Regions from separate parts of the Mus musculus genome. Here region 2 is linked to region 1. A link is a contact called in public HiCAR-type data. All regions are on one chromosome and are shown on one strand. The core of a region is the stretch at or near the end of the contact, and the rest is flanking DNA. Distances in the headings are between cores, read along the strand shown.

Evidence for each region. HiCAR-type assays count read pairs that join an accessible place to other places.
Region 2: a HiCAR-type map of fibro-adipogenic progenitors shows a contact between it and region 1, with 2.4 times the contacts expected there. The contact joins the promoter of Ifih1 here to the enhancer-like site in region 1. A contact is called at or near these places in 1 of 39 promoter capture datasets (fetal liver), 8 of 484 Hi-C or Micro-C datasets (LSK cells, dorsal root ganglion neurons, erythroid progenitors and 5 more), 1 of 115 datasets of contacts at active chromatin or transcription factors (fibro-adipogenic progenitors) and 2 of 9 other capture datasets (adipose tissue and pancreatic islet).

The regions. Positions count from the first base shown.
Region 1 is chr2:62,554,651-62,558,237 of GRCm38.p6, forward strand. It overlaps Fap (fibroblast activation protein), which reads right to left. Exons shown (of 26, transcript NM_007986.3): 3 at 1,451-1,549; 4 at 95-189. Among named protein-coding and RNA genes, the nearest start is that of Fap, 18 kb to the right of the region's middle. Within about 2 kb of position 1,886, at least 5 of the 459 cell types and tissues checked have an H3K27ac peak or open chromatin away from gene starts, as enhancers often do. A contact at or near this core is called in fibro-adipogenic progenitors, where this site is marked.
Region 2 is chr2:62,644,228-62,647,814 of GRCm38.p6, forward strand. It overlaps Ifih1 (interferon induced with helicase C domain 1), which reads right to left and starts at 2,028. Exons shown (of 16, transcript NM_027835.3): 1 at 1,251-2,028. The coding sequence starts at 1,703.

The DNA.
Region 1 (3,587 bases), core at 636-3,135:
TCTCCAGATCACCCACTAAGAGATTGACTGTGGTCTTAGGTCAGTAGCGTGCTTGCAAAGGTTTCTGAGGGAGTCGGACAATGGTGATACATACCATGGTGCTATTACTCAAAATGATATATGATTCTCTTGTTTCAATATTATAAAATACTATGTTATCATCCTCAGATTGATGAAGATATTCTTGTTCTTTAAACACAAAAGAAAGCAAAACAGAAAGTGATTGCTCTTAAAGATGATATTTACAACAAAAGACCCCCTCTGCTCCACAGATACACCTTGTCTTCCTCCCTGTCCAGCACACAGAAGCTGATGATGGCAGGGAAGATAATGTGCTCCTTCTGTAGCTCATAAAGATGACACGTTTGCCAGAGCAGCCCTGTTCTAACTGATTCAGGTGCTCATGATAACACTGTATTTTATCTGAACTACAAAGGGGACAAGCTAGTTTAAAATGGCGAGTTTCTTTTACAATAATAAATATAAATGCATTTGGCCTTTGTTTTAATTTAGCACAACAAATACTTCACATAAATGTTCTTTTTAAAAAAGAAAAATGGCAATACTCTATCTTGGTAAATGACCCTTTATATATACAAGTATAATGTCATCCACTTAACCTCACCATTTCTTTGATCATGCTCTAATTACAAGAACTATGAATATCATTTCTGTAACCCTTAAAGGTATTTTTGACAGGAGGGAACTGTCTTTTTTTTTCTTTTTCTTTTTCTTAGATTTTTTTTAAATTTACATTTTAAATGTTATCCATTTTCCTCATTTCCCCTCCAACCCCCCCCCATCCCCTCCCCCTTTCCCCCTGCTCACCAACTTACCCACTCTCTCTTCCCTGTCCTGGCATTCCCCTACACTGGGGCATCGAGCCTTCACGGGACCAAGGGCCTCTCCTCCCATTGATGTCTTACAAGGCCATCCTCTGCTACATATGTGGCAGCCATGTGTACTCTTTGGTTGGTGGTTTAGTTCCTGGGAGCTCTAGAGGTACTGGTTGGTTCATATTGTTGTACCTCCTATGGGGCTGCAAACCCCTTCAGTTCCTTTAGTCCTTTCTCTAGCTAAGAGGGAACTGTCTTGTCCTTCGAGTGTTAAGAATAATGATGGATGCTCCAACTGGGTCAAATTCTCTTGATTTCCTCTAAGTGAGGCCCTGCTTCTTACTTACTCCCAAGAGCAATGTCATTCACTGATAATATTCCCACACAGCACTGCTAACTTCTGCTTTCCTGCTAAGATTCAAGGGAGCTTCCTAACAATTGTGCAAGCCCAGAATGAACGGTGGTATAAGAAGTTTCCATGAACAGTCCTAACAATCCATCTCTTTGTTCATTTCAACTGATGAACAATAGCTCCAGCTATTATAAAAGAACCTTAGCACTGACAAGACAAGAATATACATTTTACAAACTCACAGAAGAAATGATCCATTTACCTGAAATCCAGTTGGGAAAATATGTTTTATATGAGAATGTTCCATTTAAAATATCCTTCAAGGTAAGAGCTCTCTTTGTGTTTCCTTCAGGTTTGTAAACTCAGGGGGAGGAAGAAACATATAATTAGCAACAAGGTTAATCGCCCAACTAAATTCTAAACTTGTTCTTCATCTGTTCACCCTCAGGTAATGGTAGCCTCCCTGCCTTTGCAAAGTGCCTGTTTAATGCCTGAATAGATGCTGGTTTGCTGACAGTCACGGGCAAATGGGGGTAGGGGGAGAATGGATTGGAGGATTATGTAGAGAAAGGTGAAGATTGTAGAACTGTTAGAACACTATCTTTCAGAAGTAAAATAAACCCATCAAGGACTTTTAGGACAGGAAGCAAAATTCCGACGACGTCGGACCTTACGTAAGTGACTCTAACAGCCAGGCTCAGACGCAGCTCAGAACTTCCCAAACCCTTCTCTGTACTTGGCCACATTTCCTCTCTTGCAAAGCTTGGCTAGGCTTTCTATTCACTTTTCAAGGATTTTAGAATCCCACTCAGTTGAATGAGATCACCAAGAATTCTTACCCTCTGAATTTTTAAGAAGGGCCGTAGATAATTTAGACAACTTTCTTAGTCCATTGCGATACACACTTTTACAAAAAGAAATGGAACAAGAACTACCATATTAAGTATCATAAAATTCTATGTAAATTCATGGAAAGGTTAACCTTACAAAACACATGTAAATTTCTTCTACATGTGAACCCTTCTAAGCTGTCATTTTTTTTTTTAAGCATGGCTTTATTTCTTCCTCAGAAGCTCATTAGAGAGGCCTAAGGCAGCCAGGTTAAGCCAGATGGATAATAAGGTGATGCCCTCCCAATGTCCCTTCATGGACCTGCTTCTGTCCTCCCTACCTCCCACCTCCTTCTTCTCCAGGCCACCACTTAGAACCTCAAAGTTACAGGAAAGCCCAATACCTCAAAATAGCATTTATGAGTCTGGCATTCACCCAGGTGAAAATAAAACTGTTAAAGATGAGAACCATAATATTATCCTTCTACTAACAGTCTTGCATAGCTTGCCATGACTCTCATTATAAAGATAAAATTCTAAACAAGGACTACAGGTTCTGGCAGGTCTAGGGCAGCCTCTCTCACCAGTCTTTCCTGCTCCTCCCTGATTACTTTCTTGACCCTAAACAAGCTGGACTTTAGTTCTAGCCCATAAACATCAGCATTAGTTACTTTTCTGTTGCTGTGATAAACTGGCCTGAACAGGACAATTTAAGGAAGACTGCTTGGTTTTACGATTTTCCAAAGGGATAAGAGCCCATTGTAGCAGGAAGGGATGTCAACAAGTTACAGGATGGCAACAGGACCAGGTAGCTGAGATCTCACACTTTTAAATAAAAGTATGAAGAAGAGAGTGCAAACTAGAAGGTACATGAAGCTTTACTCTCAAAGCCCACCCCCTCAGTGACAAACTTCCTCCAGCAAGGCTGCACAATCTAAACTGCCTCAAACAGCGCCACCTACTGGGGAACATATGTTCAAATGCAGGCAACTATGGGGAACTTTTCTCCTTTAAACCACCCCAACACCCCTGTCTCTTTGGAGGACTTCTGTACCACTTTCTACCCTTCTTCTTTGCCTTATGATTTCCACTTAGGTTTCAATGTTAATTTTATTCTTTTACTTCTGAAAAGCCCTCCATGACCCTCGACTTCAAGCCAGGTTGCATTGTCACAATAACAAAGCATTAGCTATTTTATTTTAGAGAAATTGTCTTTGAAATTAATTATAAGTGTATTTGAGTGACTTTTATTAATGGCTCTATAACTCCTATGCAACCCAAATCATTGTCACAAATATGAAGACCCCCAACTTATTTCATTGGCCATCATATCTTTGGTGTCTAGCCTGTACAGACATTTATAAGCACTCATCGAATAGATATGTATATGAAAGGAAGGGTGCACAGAGGCATGTAAGTATAAGTGGATGGGCATGTATTCTTCCACTAGTTTCCTATAATACGTTGGTAAATCTCCTAAGCCCTAGCTTGTTCACATAAAAATAAAGGATCTGACTAGAAGGCACTGATGATCCCAGACAGGCATACTAGGTTACACTTGAAAATATG
Region 2 (3,587 bases), core at 778-3,277, 90 kb after region 1:
TCACCTCATATATAACCAATCAGTCTGATGCCAAGAGTCTACACTGAAGATACAGCCAATGAATGAAACAGAAGAAACTGTCAAAATTGTAGCAAACTATAATGAAGCTTTTGACTTACATTAACAAGTTATTAGTCCACAAAAAGACTTTAAATTGTATTTAATTTTATTTTACTTGTGTGTCTATGTGTTGGGGGGCAGTAGAGGATGTGCACGTGGCTGTAGTGTGGGTGAAAGACATAGGTATTGAAATCTCCACTGATCTCATGAATTCATAGCCAGTTGTGTGACACCTGACAGGGTCACTGGGAACTGATTTCCCACCCCCTTCAAGAGCAGCACTTGCTATTGAGGACAGAGACATCTCTCCAGCCCCCAAACAAGACTTTCATCTTTGAACACTGGGTAAGCTAGATGCAGACAGTTCAGTGTTTACACAGAACATGGTAAAGTTTCAGTCTTTACAAACGACCAGCATTGTGTTAAGTTCCCAGGTAAAGTGACCCATACAAATGATACTCCAAAAGGGTCACCTGCTCCTTCAATAGTGTGAAAAACTGAGAGTGGTGGCATTTGTCAGTGGACTATGTCTGAACTTGAACTCTAGACAATAAGAAAACTCTGATCAGAAACAGAGAAACAAGAACTAATTCCTCATCTGACTTATTTATTATTTACTAAGCTCTACAAACTCTAAGACATGGAAGGGGGACATTGGGAACCTGGTAATAAATATTTTAGCCTTATAGGCCATATTACCCACACCCAACCGTGAAAAGGCAACTATAAAAAAGTATATAATAAGCACTAAGGACGAGAGTTCCAATAAAACTTTATCAACACTTACAATTGAAAAATCAGACAGCTAAAGAACATTCTTAGTTTCTGGTTCTTAAAATACGAATAGAAGGCTAGATGCAGCGGGTGGGCCATAGCTTACTGGCTGACATACTGAGGAATAGGTAAAACTAAATCATAAAATTCAGTATCACCTGGAATTGATTAATCATAATGATGGCAAGGCCGCTTCTGTTCTTCCTGGGAGACCAAGAATGAATTGTTTAACTTACCTTGTTTTTCTCATCTGTTAAATGGACTCCCTGTGGGTTATTTTGAACAATTATACAAGATGGGGAGGTTGCGCTGACAGAAGTCAAAAGCCGCCCTCTAGGGAAAAAATGTACAAGCAACCCTGCTTCCTGCTTCCCAAAATCTTCCAGAAACCTGTCTCCGACTACATTGACACCTACCCGATTTCTGTCTTCGACTGTCAATAGTCCCTTCTCGAAGCAAGTGTCCAAGACATCGTTAATCAGAAGTTTGTCCACCAAAGTGGGCTGGAGGAGGGTCAGCAAGTGGAGACACTCGTCATGGGCAGTCTCAGAGGAAGGAGAGGGCAGATCAGTGAGTGTGGGTTTGACATAGCGCGCGGCTAGGGGATTGCCACTGTGCTCTAGGGCCTCCACGAACATCTGCGTCCATCCCAGAGGCCATTGTCCCTGCTCCAAGGTGCTCAGCAGCAGTTCTGCCGCGCTGGTGTTACCACAGGTGTTGATCTTTTTAAGAATCTGCTCTTTGGTTTCTGCAGACAGAAAGATGAGGTGGTCCAGCACTGGCTCCACCTGAATGTACATTTTCAGCCTGGGCCTGAAGAATAAGATGAGATTCCTGAAGCTGTCCTCTGCAGAACAGACAATCGACATCGTGAGGTCTCAGGAAATGGGAGAGGAGTCTCCCGGGCGGGCGGGGCGGGCGGGAGGACGATCCTCAGGTGGCAGTGAATGTGTCCCCGCCTGAACTGCCTGAGAGCCGCAGGTACCAAGTAGCCTCCGAGCACCGGATCGATCGGTGGCACCCGGCAGGGGGCAGACGAGCCAGGACAGCGCTGCAACTGGTGGGCACAGACCCGGGACCGCTCTCGCTCTGCGGCCGCTGGGACGTTCACCCTCAGGGAGCTTTAAGTATTGCCTTCCACCCACAGATCGGTTTCTGTTTCGATTCTCTTCTCCAGACTTTCCTAACGTCAACTTCCGGGCCAGAGAATAAGTTTCGTGAGGGTGGAGGAGGCCTGTGGAAGCGGCGGGTTAGGTGAGGACTTTGGTCAAGAGCACCGTGAGAAAGTGAGAAACAGGAAAGGGAACGCGAATTCTTCCTTGTGTTGAGAAAGCAAGCGGTACTCTGCACTATTTTATTTAAGGATACTTTTGTCTTCACCGCTGGGTGCCGCTTAGAAGACTGTACTCACTTGTCAGTTAATAGGGAGAGGGCGAGGAAGGTCTTGGGGGAAAGGAAGAATTGCCCCTAAGCCTTGATGTGAAAATTGAGTTATTCTCATTTGTGGGGATCAAGGGGTGGGGGTGGGGGTGGGGCAGACAAAGAGAGGTTCCAGACCTCCAGGGGGCGTTTCTGCATCCATCCTACCATAAACTTCCCGCCCAGTGGGGTCCCAAAAACTAATTTGTTCCTCCAAGAACGGGGGCTTAAGTATGAAAAAGTGAACTACTCTCAACAGCTTTATTTTCTCATGCTTTGTTTGGCGGTGTAATATTTATTCAGCTTTGACCGGGGCCTGCCTAATGACAGATGCATGCTGACTTTAGCCACCAACTGAGTTTAGGAGGAAGCCAAGACTGAAGGCTTCCTAACTCCCAGTATGCAAGGTCCCTGTATTCTCTAGTAGACAACTCTCTTACAATAAAACAAAAACAAAACAACAATACAAAACCCTCAACAACTTATTTTTTATATAGCTGCCATTCTTTTCTTGGACTGATTACAACACGTTTTGGCTGAAGCATCTAGTAACTTAATTAGCAACTAATGCACTGCCTTGGAGTAAACATTACCATTTGTCTATGTCATGGGAGGGAGAAAAGAGGCGTTCAGAGTGAGAAATAAAGACAGCAGCTTTGTTTCAGTACAGAAAGAGCATAAAAGAGAGTCTGTAGGTTGCCGTCCCCCAAGCAGGCAACTAGACCACCAGCTATGGAGGAACATTAACACTTTGAAAAGAACTTCCTGGCCCAGAATCCTATGGAGAATAGAAGCTATCAGATAGTCACGTTTAGAAAAATTAATCTTTTAGAGGAGATATTCACTGAAATCTGGGGAGGCCAGGGAGGCCTGGGATTCTTTGAAAACAGTAGGAGAGCTGCAAGATTTTCATGAACCTCGTGACAGCGTTCAAAATAACCAGAGCAGCACTTTATGCCATGCCCTCCTGTTAGTCTCTAGTTACGATTACAAACCTGAGATCCACTCTAAACGATTGTAAGCTGCACTCTGTAAAACGTTTTAGGAGTACCAAGTCATGCTGATTCCTGCCTGGAATGGGCGTTCTGGGCTGAACACAGAGGCAGGACTTTGTCAAACACACAGGTGAAGTCGCCCAAGTGATTGGAAGCATACTTGGCCTTGCAGGCTTTCCCCTTCTGTTTCCTCATAAAACCCTAATATTTTGTTATTTAATTTATTTAATTTGGAGGACTGACTTAGTGTTCAGTTAGAATTCATTTTAGTTATTGAATCTGCAAAAGGTATCTTTTCGAGATATTACAGAAATATATTATCAGGTTCCCCCAGCTACC